Regions from separate parts of the Mus musculus genome. Here region 1 is linked to region 2. Evidence: chromatin contacts called from public HiChIP or PLAC-seq data. All regions are on one chromosome and are shown on one strand. The core of a region is the stretch at or near the end of the contact, and the rest is flanking DNA. Distances in the headings are between cores, read along the strand shown. Region 1 holds the start of Ints1 (integrator complex subunit 1). Region 2 has its middle 33 kb from the start of Gm46926.

Region 1 (2,700 bases), core at 159-2,658, 73 kb before region 2:
GGGGGACGCTGCCCAACCTTCCCCAAAGGGTCCTCAGCAGGGCTCAGGCTGAGCTGGGTTCCACTGTCACTGGGTTAGGATCTACTGGAGTAAACAGACTCCCCGCCATTTTGTTTGATTTTGCTTTTGTTTTGGGTCAGAGTCTGTCTATGTGGCTCCAGCTGTCCTGGAACTCACGGAGATTCACCTGCCTCTGCCTCCTGAGTGCTGGGATTAAAGGTGTGTGTGACCACACTGTGACAACTCATCCCTTTTTAAAATCTAAATTTTATCTATTGTTATTGTGGGTATGAGTGTGCATGATGTGAATGTACAGCCATGCACACCACAGCACACGTGTAAGTCAGAGGACAAATTTGTAGAGTTGGCTCAGCAAGCTCTTTCACCTACTGACCCATCCTGCTTACCCTGACATACTGTTATTGTAGCCCTGGCATCACAGTAAGAAAGACCCTGAACTGCAGGCACTGACAGGTATGGGAGGTGCGCTCCTGGGGCTGAAAACCAGCTCTCTGCCTGAAGCTCCCTTTGTGCCACAATGTTCAAACACATCCTTTATTCAGCCCACAAATGTTTACTATATAGCTCTGGGCTTGCTGGCACCAAGGAGGCTGGCCATCATGGGGACAATCCATTAAGGGCGCTTGAGGGTCTTGGGCTCCCAATCCTAATTCTATGACCTTGGAATGTCTATCTGTCTGTCTATATGTGTATAGATACACTCAGACATTCACACACATACATAAACACACATACATATATATGTATACACACATACATGTACACACACACAAACATGGTCTCGGGACCATGTCTGGAATTTTGTCTTTGTCCCAGCAGCTGGACAATCTATCTGGGACTTCCTTAGAGGAGACCTGCAGTACCTATCCTGATAGCTCCATGTAGAGGTCTCCATGGAGAGGGAGGTACCCAAATCAGGTGAATCCAGAGGCCATTGACAGAGGTACCCAAATCAGGTGAATCCAGAGGCCATTGACAGAGGCCTTCAACATTTTAGAGCATGTATCAATATGAAAGTAGGATTTTGACTTTTTTGTTGTTGTTGTTTTTTGAGAAAGGGTTTCTCTGTATAGCCCTGGCTGTCCTCGAACTCAGAAATCCGCCTGCCTCTGCTTCCCAAATGCTGGGATTAAAGGCGTGCGCCACCACCGACCGGCTGGATTTTGACTTCTTGAGCTAGGATCAGATTTAGCTCCAAAACCGTAAGAGGGAACAGTTTATGCCCAACAAGCCCAGCTTTCAGACAGGCATAGGTCCATCCAGCCTCCGGCCGCCAGAGGGCGGTGCAAACACTAGTAGGCTCTGCCTGCCTCTCTCCTCTCTTCCTCGCCTTCGGGTTTGTTTTACTTCCGGTTATGTGAGAAATCAGCGCTCGGAAGGCTCGCAGATCAGTTTGCACTTCCGGAGCGCCCGTGTCTCGGGTCTGCAGAGTGCTGCACCGGAGGTGAGGGGCCTTTGCACCCAGGTGAAGTCCGCTCCCTGCGGTGACATCCGTCTCCGCAGTCGGCCGCGTGTGTGCCGCACTTGGCCCCTTTCTGTGACCCCGGTAGGCGGCCCTGGGCACTCGGTCCAGTGGCCCCGGTGCGAGGGATGAATGACTGAGCGAGCGAGTGACTCCCGCCGCCTCCTCCCAGGTGAAGGCGCTTCCTCTAGGGGCGCCCGGGCCGCGGGGAGGATGAATCGAGCCAAGCCCACCACCGTACGGAGACCCAGCGCGGCCGCCAAGCCCTCAGGTGCGTCCCTGCGCGCGGCGACCTCGAGACGGTCAATGAATGGGTTCCATGAAGGCCGGCATGGCCACTGAAGGGGTTCCTACGGGACATAGTTAACTTGGGACTGTTGGGAGAGCGTGGGCATCCAACACAGCAGGACAACGGTCATCCAACCCAGGCTTCCTGCATACATTGCTGTCCTGAGGGGCTCCTAAAGGACAAGGGCATCCTTGTCCTGCTGAGCATCTGGCAAGGACAGGGTACCTGGACCAGAATCACAGTCTCTGAAGCCGGATAATCTAGACTGGGGTCCTAAAGTTTCTTCTTGCTAACTGTGTGACACTGGCACATTACTTAACTTCTGTCTATTTTGTTTTGTCTTGTTTTGTTTTGGTTTTTTCGAGACAGGGTTTCTCTGTGTAGCCCTGGCTGACCTGGAACTCACTCTGTAGACCAGGCTGGCCTTGAACTCAGAAATCCTCCTGCCTCTGCCTCCCAAGTGCTGGGATTAAAGGCATGTGCCACCAGTCCCCTGCCTAACTTCTGTGTCTTTATTTGTAAAACGAGGGTCATAACTTTTGAAGAAGCCCGGTGAGAATTAAGTAGACAGTGCTTATGAGTTACAGATGGCTTAGTTTCTAGTCAGCACTGGATCAGCGTCAGCCATCGCTTGCTCTGCCAGGGTGGTTGGACAACCTCAGGCTTTACTTTTGTCTCTTGGGGGCCCACTCTGAGATTGGGTATCACAGGTGTGGGTTTTCTGTTCCTCTGCAGGGCACCCTCCCCCTGGGGACTTTATTGCTCTGGGGTCCAAGGGTCAGGCCAGTGAATCAAAGACAACGTCCACCCTGCTGAAGCCAGCCCCTTCTGGGCTACCCTCAGAGCGCAAGAGAGATGCTTCAGCTTCTCTGTCTGGGACCTCTGCGCTGACCGGCCTCACTAAGCGCCCCAAACTGTCCTCCACTCC
Region 2 (2,952 bases), core at 17-2,516:
ATGGTGGGGCACACCTTTAATCCCAGCACTTGGGAAGCAAGTTGCCTGGCCTACAAAGTAAGTTCCAGGGTAGCCAAATATAGTCCTGGCTGTCCCTGAAATTTACTCTGTAGACCAGACTGGCTTCAAACTCTGATTTCTCTGCCTCTGCCTCCCAAGTGCTAAAATTAAAGATGCGTGCCACCACCACCTGGCTGTAGGCTTTTTTTAGTGATTGATTGGGGGTGGGGCAGCCAACTGTGGGTGGTCCCATCCCTAGGCTTGTGGTCCTGGGTTCTATAGGAAAGCAGGCTGAGCAAGCCAGGGGAAGCAAGCCGGTAAATAGCACCCCTCCATGGCCTCTGCATCAGCTCCTGCCCCCAGGTCCCTGCTCTTCTTGTGCTCCTGTCTTAACAGCAGTGATGGACTATGGGTGTGGAAATGTAAGCCAAGCCTTTCCTCCTCATGTTGCTTTGATCATGGTGTTTCATCACAGTGGTAGTAACCTGAAGCAGTGTGGCCTTGGCACTCTAGGACCTCTCATGTATTAAGGACACAAAAGTTAGAGGGGCTTGGGCCAATCTAGATGCCCCTCCCCCTTCCCCAGTCTTAACCAACCATTGCAGTTCAGCACCTTGACCACCAGGGGCAGGCAGACTGGCACACACCAGGGCTAGGGCTGCTCGGAGGTGCCAGGAACCATTCTGCTATATAGATATGGTGATCTTAGAGGCTCAGAGAGGCTCCGCAGTTCTTGGAAGCCACACAGCAGGTCAGCTGCAGGTTGGAGGCTGGAACCCAGGGATGGATGGCTCTTTGAGCTCCTGGGCTGTGTCGTGGTGGTGGTGGCTGCTTCATTCCCATAGATGGTTACCTAGCAGGTTATGTATATGGAAGAGGGGCCAGGACACTGGTCCTCCACCTGTTATTTGGGCTGCTCTCCATAGACCCCAGATGTAGCTGTGGGATTGCCAGCAGTGCTTGGTGTTTGATAACCTATAGATGGCCCCGGATCAGACCCAGGCCTGTGTAGCATTCTTCCTCTTCTTGAATGGGGTTAAATATGGGAGTTCTTAGGGGAGGAGCCGTGCTCCCAACACTCATGTCCACACTAGTCTTCAGCCTTGAGCACTGAGAGACGCTCTGGGCTTTGGGGAGCAGCTGGGAAGGACTGGCTGTGGGCTCTAGTGTCTGTAGTAGAAAGAAGGGGGCGGGAGGGGATGAAGCTGAGATATGGAGTGACACACTCTTTCCGGGCACAGGGGCATGACCCTGTCTTCACCCAGGCTTTATCTTCCTGCAGTACTTCTCACTTCCTCTCCGACTCCCAGGCTCCTGGGACTGGGACTGGGGCGGCGGTGTGTGTGTGTGTGTGTGTGTGTGTGTGTGTGTGTGTGTGCATCACACGTGCTTGCTTGCTGCCTTCCTCACAACTGGCTCCCTACTTCCGGGCCTCCGGGTAATTCTGCCTTTGTGTTCTCGCAGTGGGTCCTGAGAAGTGTTTGGATGGAGCTCTGTCTCCTGATATCTAAGGTGGAGGACCTTGAGGTCTTGGGGGTAGGGGAGGATCATTTCTCTCCCACTGTGGATCCAATGTGCCTGAAGAGTGTTTCACACACCATAGGGGCTCCTCTGGTATTTTCTTTTCTTTTTACTTAAGCAGTCTACAATGAAAGCTGCCTATGGAGTGTGTCTGCTCCTGCACCTTCTTGTTTCATCCTCGATTTGCCCTTCTTTGTCCTCCTTGTCAGGACTTGGCTTTCCTCTCCACGATCTTGCGGTCCATGTCCAGCGTTAGCCTGGTGATCCCTAGCTTACCGGGGTGGATGCCCACAGGGAGAGTTGTGCCGTTAGCCTTTCCCCACTGCACTCGTTCTATGTGGGTGGCGTGCTTCCTGTACACTTGGACCACCTTGCCATCCGCCGGCCTTTGTAGTGTCCCCGGACAACCTGAACTTCGTCATCCTTCCGTCTCAGCTCTTTGGAAAGAGGGGAAGGTATGATCTTCCTCCGAATTGAGATGGTGCGTTGAAGTGCGTTTGTGGTTCTTGCTTCAGTCAAAAGTCACGAAGGGATTGAATTTCATTCTGGCGGCGGCAATCCAGCAATGGCCGCCAAAGGTCCTCTGGTATTTTCTTTACGAATAAATGAAAGAATGAGGAAGACCTGTGTCTTGAGCCATAGCTGCTTTTCAAGCATCAGGGGACATCAGTGCAGCCAGTGTCCACTGGTACAGCGACAGACTTTGGCCGAGCTCTACCATGCACCATCTTGCATGAAGTAGGGACCTTGAAGTTGCACCCTGGTTCCAAAATGGGGTTAGTGGAGAGTAAGAGAAGTGACACAGGGTTCCCTGAGGACTCCCTGAGAGCATCTCAGAACTGGGGACCATACCTGGAGCCCAGGGCTGGTGTGTGTGTGCTCAATTACCTGTTTCCCTTTCTAGAGTGACTCCGTCCTGACTGCATGGGGTGCACTTAGGACCTCAGAGCCCCGATACATTCCATCTGCACTGGGAGGTGAACAAGAACTCTGTGTTCACTTCCCATCTCCCTGGAGACTCTTCTCCCTTCCAGGACTTGGGTAGCCAAGGGACAGGAGTCCAGTCCTGCCACTTGCCAGTCAGATCCTTCAGTGCTCTGCATTTTGCATCCCATCCCCCGACCCCCAGTGATGGGTTTAGGTCCCACTTGGCCCACTCACTTGGAGCCTAGTTCACCTGGCCTGCCTTGGGTATTTCTTTCCTGCCAGCCATACCAGAGATCTCTGGCCAGGTGCCTGTGGCTTGTGCCACGAGCCTGCTGCTGGTCTACTGAGGTATCTTCTCCTCGGGATGGGTTTCATCGAGGAAGCGCGGTCCTCCGTTCTCAGGTTGGAGTTTGGGGCTCTGCTTTAATCTCCCGGGTGATTGAAGCTGCCGATAGAGATGGATAGTCTGAGTGTGGCCCATTAAACGTCCAATAAAGAAAATCC

What was found. HiChIP or PLAC-seq counts read pairs in DNA pulled down with a chosen protein or histone mark.
Region 1: an H3K4me3 HiChIP or PLAC-seq map of bone marrow-derived macrophages shows a contact between it and region 2, with 2.7 times the contacts expected there. The contact joins the promoter of Ints1 here to the enhancer-like site in region 2. A contact is called at or near these places in 11 of 39 promoter capture datasets (the 3T3-L1 cell line, 3T3-L1-derived adipocytes, the HPC-7 cell line and 8 more), 4 of 484 Hi-C or Micro-C datasets (LSK cells, Sertoli cells, bone marrow-derived macrophages and 1 more), 2 of 115 datasets of contacts at active chromatin or transcription factors (bone marrow-derived macrophages and embryonic stem cells) and 5 of 9 other capture datasets (adipose tissue, embryonic stem cells, liver and 2 more).

The regions. Positions count from the first base shown.
Region 1 is chr5:139,774,386-139,777,085 of GRCm38.p6, reverse strand. Ints1 (integrator complex subunit 1) reads left to right here and starts at 1,408. Exons shown (of 47, transcript NM_026748.2): 1 at 1,408-1,754; 2 at 2,508-2,700. The coding sequence starts at 1,616.
Region 2 is chr5:139,700,760-139,703,711 of GRCm38.p6, reverse strand. No RefSeq gene overlaps it. Among named protein-coding and RNA genes, the nearest start is that of Gm46926, 33 kb to the right of the region's middle. Within about 2 kb of position 1,266, at least 25 of the 459 cell types and tissues checked have an H3K27ac peak or open chromatin away from gene starts, as enhancers often do. A contact at or near this core is called in the HPC-7 cell line, bone marrow-derived macrophages and liver, where this site is marked.